2 separate regions of the Gossypium hirsutum genome follow, and region 2 is linked to region 1. A link is a contact called in public Hi-C data. All regions are on one chromosome and are shown on one strand. The core of a region is the stretch at or near the end of the contact, and the rest is flanking DNA. Distances in the headings are between cores, read along the strand shown.

Evidence for each region. Hi-C and Micro-C count contacts between places; a contact is called where the count stands out from the background.
Region 2: a contact with region 1 is called in a Hi-C map of leaf, with 2.6 times the contacts expected there. The contact joins the promoter of LOC107955299 here to the promoter of LOC107886662 in region 1. A contact is called at or near these places in 4 of 34 Hi-C or Micro-C datasets (all in leaf).

The regions. Positions count from the first base shown.
Region 1 is chrA07:67,598,601-67,602,933 of Gossypium_hirsutum_v2.1, forward strand. LOC107886662 (rab escort protein 1) reads right to left here and starts at 1,796. Exons shown (of 9, transcript XM_016810707.2): 1 at 1,022-1,796; 2 at 771-893; 3 at 521-620. The coding sequence starts at 1,707.
Region 2 is chrA07:68,532,011-68,536,343 of Gossypium_hirsutum_v2.1, forward strand. It overlaps LOC107955299 (54S ribosomal protein L19, mitochondrial), which reads right to left and starts at 2,069. Exons shown (of 1, transcript XM_016891036.2): 1 at 885-2,069. The coding sequence starts at 1,526. The coding sequence ends at 1,059. LOC107955297 (exosome complex exonuclease RRP44 homolog A) reads left to right here and starts at 2,070. Exons shown (of 24, transcript XM_016891034.2): 1 at 2,070-2,271; 2 at 2,432-2,572; 3 at 2,692-2,849; 4 at 2,973-3,028; 5 at 3,108-3,230; 6 at 3,386-3,522; 7 at 3,634-3,874; 8 at 4,151-4,307. The coding sequence starts at 2,218.

The DNA of each region.
Region 1 (4,333 bases), core at 546-3,045:
CATGTAAAGTCAGGTTGTTGGTCACACAGTTAATGCTAGGAACTACTCTATTGCTGTTTGGTGTTGGGTATCTCAAAGATGTCAAATGCCTTCAACCAACTCATAGAGGAGGTGAATATGACTGAGGAGAACTATATCAGATAAACTCCTTTTATGTCTATCCAATTAGGACATAGGAGGATATTTGTGAACTGTAGTTGCCATTGGGTACTCTGAAATGATAGGTAACTCAAGGCACCATCCACTGTTACTTTCTTCTGGAGTTTATCCACAGATAAACATCAATTTAAGGAAATCATTAGCAGAAATAGTAGACAACTTAGCATTTAAATATCAAGCAACTGAATCCACTCATTTTACATAAAAGCAGTTGGTAAAAAATATATCAGGCCAAATAGATGTAAACACAAAATCAGGTTAACATGTAATGATATATATAAAACCTACAACGGTAGGAAATACATCAATAACTGCATTCAAAATTATCAAAGAAAATAATTCTCTCCTCGTCAGAACTTACATAAAGGCAACCTTTGACAGCAGCACGACGGCAAAAAGCTTGTGATAGTTCTCCTTGCCCATAGATAGGATATAAGAAAGCCCCAGATGCATTTTGAAACCTAAAGACAATAAATAATTTCATTGAACATAAATATAGACCACAATTTGATATAATAAGTTTCTTCTCAAATTTCAACATGATGTTGAAAATTTTTGAACTTTAGTTGAAGACTTGACTTGAAAAATAAACAGAAACAATAAAAGTTAACCTGCCAATAGATGCATTATACAAAGCCAACTGATCGATCCCATCTTTTGTCTTGAGCAAATCTCTACAAACTCCTGTATCTTCTTGATCATAATCCGCCATTGCTATAGCATACAATATAAACCTGTAAAGACAAGAAAAAAAAATCAAAAGCGATTGAGAATCACGCCTACGACTGAATCAATGAGGAGGCAACTAGAGATGGGAAAATTAAAATAAAATAAAAAACGAAAAAAGTTGTGACTAACAGACGATTTAATTTTGGGCGGCAATCCCATTTTATTCAAGAAGTCAACAAACGGACTCTGCAAATCTTCTTCGGAAATCTTGACGTCTTGTTCGCCAGCCAAGTGTCCCTGCACCAGCTTGAAGAACCTCATTAACTTGTTCTTCTCCACGAGTCCCAGGCTCTTGTCTTTGAATATGGCAGCTCTGGAATCCGGCACACTCCAGAGGTTGCCCTTGTTGTCCCCAACGAAAGTGGCGTCAACACTCTTGAACTCCATGTACTGGTTGGTTCCAGTTCTTAGTAGCAATTCAATGGATTTGTCGGCGCAAAACAAAACCCTAGGTCCAGCCACATCGAGGTTGAACTTTCTAGAGTGTTGATCAAGGTTAGGAGAAAAAGTGGAGATATCGATAGAGGAATAGAGAGGACGAGTAGCAAATTCCAAGAGAGAAAATTCGTTAGGGTCGTCGGAAGAAGGTGAGCGAGGTGGTGATGGTGAGGTCGAGTGGGAGGAGAGAAAGGAGGGGAGATCGGCAAGAGGGAGAGAGGAGAAGTGGGAACCATAGAAGGGATTGGGATCCAGGTGAAGGACGGATTTAGAGGCGGTAGAGGCGGCGGCGGCTATGATGGATTCGGGAAGGCCGGTGCCTATGACGATGAGGTCGAAGGTGGTTGGATCAATTGGGGGATAGGGTGGGATGTCGTCCATGGCGAAGCAAAGGTAGAAAATTCGCTACAACCTGAGCAAATGAAAATGGAAGCTCCGAATTATCAAAAAGAAAATGAAAAAATTTGTTTAATTTAGGGTAAACTGGGTATCAACTAGAGGTGTGCACTGCCGGGTCGGGCCGGTTCAGGCCGGGCCGGGTTCAGGCCGGGGCGGGTTCAGGCCGGTACGAGCTGGGTTTAGGCAGAGTTCAACTAAAAATTTAGACTGTTTGCAAGGCCCGAGCCCGGCCCGAAAAATGAGACTAAAATTTTACCCAAGCCCAGCTCGAATAAAAATGTTAAAATCCAGGCCCGACCCGACCTAACCCGTCTATATTAATTTTTATATTATTTTTTATATAATTTTAAAATATATAAACCATCAAAAATACTAAAAACATCAAATAAATATTTCTTAACAAATTGAAAATAAATTTTAAAAAATATGTATAATTAAATAACACTAAAATAGGTACAACTTAATAAGCAAATGTTTCTAAAATAATAACAAAATTAACAAATCTAATAAAAAATTAACAATAAAATAAGTTTTATACAATATCTAAATAATAACAACAAAATAATAGCAACATAATAGTAAAATAGTAGCAAAATAGGGAGAAAATAATAAAAAAATAATATTAAAAAAATTATCATGTAGTGAATTCGGGCCGGGCTCGGGCCAAAAATGCCTTACTCGAGGCCCAGCCCGTTTTTTAAACGGTTTTTTTTTTACCTAAGCCTATTTTTCGGGCCTATATTTTTACTCAAAATCTCTCACATTTCGAGCGGGCCTTCGGGCCGGGCCACCATGCACACCTCTAGTATCAACTAAAAATTTTTATTAAAATTTGAATATCCCTTCCTTAAAATTGATTAAGGAAAATCTATTTTAATTGGTATAATAATATATTTAATATTTAATACTTATTTCATATCAATTTGCATTTAATTTTACATAATTTCATAAATTTAACTCTTTATATTTATAACTTTTATCAACTTGATCTTTAAATTTTCTAACCAAAGCATTTTACTTTTAGAATAAATACATCCCACATCTATTAATTATTTTATTTATAGTTAAATTATCAAATTCAATATATAACCCTCTTTTGTGTATATTTAAAAAGTTAATGTCAGAAAATACGAATCTTAAAAATATAATATATAATAAAATTTTATAAATAATAATTTTCCTCTTATTGGTATGATTTTAGTTTTTAATTAATTAATTTAGTAAATAATTTGACATTAAATGATATCATTATGATACTTATTGGTTATTGTGGATTTAAAAATTAAAAATCAATAAACACATAATCAACTCTTAATCCATTTATAAAATTAGAAAAAAAAAGCATTATCAATGTAATAAAAGGAAATTAAATTAATTCTTTCACATTTTTTCTTATAAAAAATTAAATTTTCATAATTTTTTTCTTATATAATTATTAATTTAAACAATTAAATTTTTTAAAGTCATATTTTTAACTCTATATTTAATTTTCAATTTCAAGTTCCAACTTCGAAGACTATTTCTATATATCTTAAAGGAGATATCATATTGTTAACAACAATGGCAAATCTAAAGTGTTTTTTTTTTGAAGTTTTTTTTTCCATTTTCTTTAGCTAAAATGTTATTAATCAAAGGGTTATAAAGTACAATATTTAGAAGAAAACTAATAATAAAAAAAAAGAAAGAAAAGGAAATAAAAGATAAATTCATTGGTGTTAGAAATTAGCTCAGAAAACAGCTCGTTAGTTGAAAGAAATTTTTTTTTCTTTTTTGAGTTTTACAAATTTATGGACGTGCAATGTCTCTGTTTTAAAAGCTGAAAACTTTTACTAGGAAGTTTAAGAATCAAATTGATAGAATTTGTAAATATCAATGGTTAAATTTGTTAAATTATTTAGAATTATAATCAAATTGGTAGAATATATAAGTATTGAGGATTAAATGTGTTATTATACAAGTTATAAAAGACTTTCCATTATCAATTTAACAAGTGACCTAAACATGAAAGAATTCAAACATTAATGGCTAAATTAAAAATTTTAAAGTTGGGTGATCGATTGTATAGTTTACCCTTTAATTTACATTTATCATATAGCGGTGATCCTAATTTCATTTATATCGTTTTTTTTAAGTAGATGAGAGGGAAAAAGTTTTTAGGGATATTGGTTAGGGATTTGGTGTCAACTAATATTTGATTTCAACCAGTGTCTTTGGTAGTATTATCCAAATTGAATCATATTGAAAATTGATTGAGTTACTGATTTGAAGAGTGATAAAAATGAATTAACCCTTAAATCAAAATATATTAGACAAAAAACAGTTGAATTGATATTAAATTGGTTGAACCAAAATTTAGAAAAAAAATTAATATTTTTTGAATTTTAATGTTATTTGTTTGAACCGAATGGATGATCAATGGTCTAACTGATTCAACCATATATACAATTCCAAAAACATTAGTCTTTTGTTATTACAGCATGAGTTTAATTTGCTCATTGTGACTAATTTGAAATGTTATTACTTCTCATCTACAATGTTTAATTTGGTATGAAAAGTAAGTTGTGATAATAGAATGTCAATAACGGCAATGTATTGCAAAGAAAAAGAA
Region 2 (4,333 bases), core at 819-3,318, 930 kb after region 1:
ACATTCCATCCTCCCTTCCTCATGCATGTGCAAAAACTTCTAACTGATCCCATCTGTCTTCATTTAATTGAATATCTCCACACCACGATCGAACATGGCACACTCACAGATTATTATTATATTGTAACTGTCAGCATTTGGGAGGCAGCTTTGCTCCACTTTCACCTTAGCTATTCGATAATAACCCTTCTCAAACAAACACCTCCCTTGCTCTCAACTTTCTCTACAAGGCTTCAGCTAATGACACCAGCATTGCAGAGAATTTTTATAAAGCATGAATCAAAGCGTCATAGGCCAGAGTGTATGGTTTTACACTACAGCGCTAGATTTGGTGACTTCCAAAAGTTTAAAAACATAGGCAAACAATAAAAGCCCTAGCCAAATCATCATCTTCCTTAACAAGAGGGTGCAGCATCGAATAGAAAATTATTTAAGAACATGGGTATTTTTGGAGCAGTTGTCAAAGGATTGAGAGTGGGTGAAATTTAGGAGCTTTCAAGGCTACTGGAAGGTTGCTTGGGCTGATTTCTGGTCTGGTCTAGTATTAAAAAGTGAAATTGCTCATGAACATAAGGATGCAAGTCTTGAAAGAAGCGATTTTACATTAAGTTTGGCTTCTATGGTTGACAACGCTGAAACTCTCCAACTCAAGTTTAATGTAACCATACGACTCCAATTTTATATTTTTCTCATCATACATACAAGCCGTCGTATCCCAAAACTTTAGAAATGTCTAATGCATACATATATCTGACATTTACACCAAATTCGAGTAGCCTAGCTTAGGAGTACGGACATGTAATGATCAAAGTATAATGCAACCATAATAGTAGGACTAGGAGTATAAAATTTTACTTGAAAATTTTGGATATTGAAAACAACAATTGAGAAGTGATGCAGTGAATTAATATAATGTTTGAAAGTTGCAGAAATTCATCCAACAAAAACGTTTCAAGGTTTTTCAACACAGACAATATGTCGAACAGCTAAGATGCATCAAATCCAAAAGCTAAGAAGAACATTACCATTTTTTTTAGATTGAAGAGTAAATGAAGAATCTAATCCAAGTCCTTCACCACCTTAATCCCCATGGTACTAGCAGTCCCAATAATGGACTTACAAATACTCTCCAGGGACATGTACTGACAATATGGATCGGATTGCTTAATCTTGGCAATCTCGTAAATATGTCTGACGGACAAAGTGGTGGCGACCAAGTGGCCAGGCCGGCTGCTTCCGGACTCGATACCCGCTGCCTTCTTCAAGTACCAGGTGACGGATGGAGACTTGACAGTGAACTCAAAGGTGTTGTCTTTGAAGGCGGTGATAGTGACAGACATGGGGGTGTCGGGCTTGTACTTTTGGGTTCGGGCGTTGAAGTCCTTGCAGAAGGCCATTAGATTAAGTCGATACTGACCCAGGGCTGGACCTACTGGGGGTGCGGGTCGTGCTCCTCCAGCCGGTACAGTCAGCCTGATGGTGGCCGCCACTGGACGGCGGGTTAGGATTTCTTTCAGGGTCGACATGCCTCTCTTTGATTTTGCTTACCCTACTGTTTTTTTCTATTTCCCAACGATGTTGGGCTTGGAAAATTTACATAAATGGGTGCAAATAGTAAATGGCAAATTGGAAGGTATTATTTTTACTTTTGGTTAATTACTTTGATTCCAAATTTTAAAACCATCTAATTGAGTGCTCTTGGTATCATATTATATCAATTAAGTCCTTTTATTTGCTTATGATATTAAATAGATAAATCAAATTTTAAACATCCAAATATTAAAATTTAGGACTATTTCTTTCTTTGTAATAGTTATAATAACTAAGCCATATATATTCAATATTTGATCCAAATGTTATATTCGAGCTAGCATTTAATGTCTAAGTACTTGATTGATACTATATTATTACTTTAAGGACTTAATTATAACATTTGAAGAATAATTTAGACTATAATTTAGGGGTGTTTTGATGCAATTAACCAAAAAAGGAATAGGTAAGTGATTGGGCTGGGCTGGGTTGGGCAATTTTTAGGTTTTAAATGGCAGAAAAAGAACTGAGGAAGAAGGCGTTCACTCGGTTTTGTTTAATTTTTCAATAATTTATATCTTTAGCTAGTAATTTGATTCTTTGCTGCCTCCACACTCCCACTTCAAGTTTAAAGATAAGGGCTAAGCGTTTGGAGGCAGAAATCTTCAGCAAAGAAGAGAAGAGAAAATGTTGAAGAGCAACACGTTCAGCAGGAAGACCAAGGCCGGCAGAATTAAGAAGGTTGCGATTCCTCTCCTCCTTTTTGTTTTAATTTATTACATATAAAAATGGAAAAGATTTTGAATCCCTAACTAAGTAACAGAGGTATTTACTTTAGTTTATAATGATGATAATGGAATGTATTTGAATTGCTTGTGGCATGGGGATGGGGATGGGACAGGAAGTTAGAGAAATATATCTGAGAGACGACATTTACTGTGGAGCTGCGGCTTGCAAAACGTGTGACAGTTCCACGTCACGTGCTCCTTTGGATGTTGCTTCTCCCCTTCTCATTCTTGATACCAATGTCCTTCTTCATCAGGTTTTTTTCTTTTTCTCTTTTGGCTTCAATATAATTATACTGAATTCTTTCATTGTGTTCTCAAATTTTAACGTTTCATTTTCATTATTACTATTACTATTATTAATATATGTTATAAGATCGACTTGCTTGAGAACTCTGCCATCGACAATGCGGTGCTGCTATCTGTGGTGCTGGATGAAGTTAAGAATAAGAACATGGCCGTTTACAATAGACTTAGAGCTCTTTCCACCAATCCTCTCCGCAAGTTCTATGTTTTCAGTAACCAGTTCCATAAGTTGGTTTTCTCATTCCTCGCCATTCATTTCCTATCAAATTCTCTACTTTTCACTCACAGCTGCAAATAAAATGATTTTATTTTCAGCCTCTTATCCAGTGTTTTCTTTCTTTTTCTTAACAGAGACACATTTGTAAAGCGCATGGATGGTGAAACTCCAAATGATTACAATGACAGAGGTTAGATTTGCACTTTAATATCTCTCTAAGCATTTGCTTCTGAAATTCAGCTTGTTTACTACGTCCTGTTGTTCTTCAGCAATTCGGGTGGCTACTCAATGGTATCAAACTCATCTTGGTACTGCAGCAACAGTTTTACTTATAACCAATGACAGAGACAATAAGAGGAGGGCTGGTGAAGAGGGCATTTCTGCTGACACAAGTATGCACACTCTACTTGCTTAGGAACTTCTATCAACTTGATATTTTATATATTGGCTTACCAGTTACCACTAATTATTTAATACCACCTCTATTTGCAAATTATTAGGATTATTCATGTGGTATGCTAACCGTTCAATGGCCAACTTGTTTCAGTTCAGTCCTATGTAAAATCATTGGGCCAACCAGAGTTGCTTGACCTGCTTGTTCAACCTGCATCCGAATCTGAAGATACTGTCATGGTAGAAATTGAAGATTTGAGACCTTCCAAGAGACAAGTTGTTTATCAAGAAGTATGTTTGCCAATGCTGTTTGCCATTGTTAATTGTAAACAATGAATTTGGTTAAGATTTGTTCACATGAAACAAATTGGTTCTCTAAGGCCTAATCTTTTCTTTGTTTAGCATAAACCCATGTCTGAGATTACGTCGGGCTTGCATCGTGGAATATACCATCAAGGAAAGCTTCGTGTTAATCGCTACAATCCATTTCAAGCATATGTTGGAAGTGAGAGCATAGGTGATGAAATAATTATATATGGACGTCAAAACATGAACAGAGCTTTTGATGGTGATATAGTAGCTGTGGAACTTCTGCGCCAAGATCAGTGGCATGAGGAGAAGAACTTATCCATCGCGGATGAAGGTATTAAGGTTTTTATGTTTTCTGGGTTCATTGGAAACGTTTAATGCTTTTTCATGTTTATAAGTGATTATGAGTATGCTGCCTGTACACATTAATGTTGTAAAAGGGTGCTTACATGTTTGCATTTTAAGCACGATGCTTGGTATCTTTATTGGTTCTTCCATAAATAAATACTTTTATCATGGTCTCCCTTGCATAAGGGTACAAAATACTAAACATACTGCTATCTCTTTCACATGCATCTAGTTTCTTAGTATTTTCTCTCTTCCCTTTCAGAGGATGAGGAAGAAGATGATGTTCATTTAGCTCCAAGCAGTGCTGATGATGCCCCTAGAACTACGAATCTGGTATCAGATTCTGCCACTGATATGAACTCCACTCCATCACGGCCATCAGGCCGTGTTGTTGGTATTATAAAGAGGAACTGGCACTCGTAAGTTATCTTGCTACCATAATTAA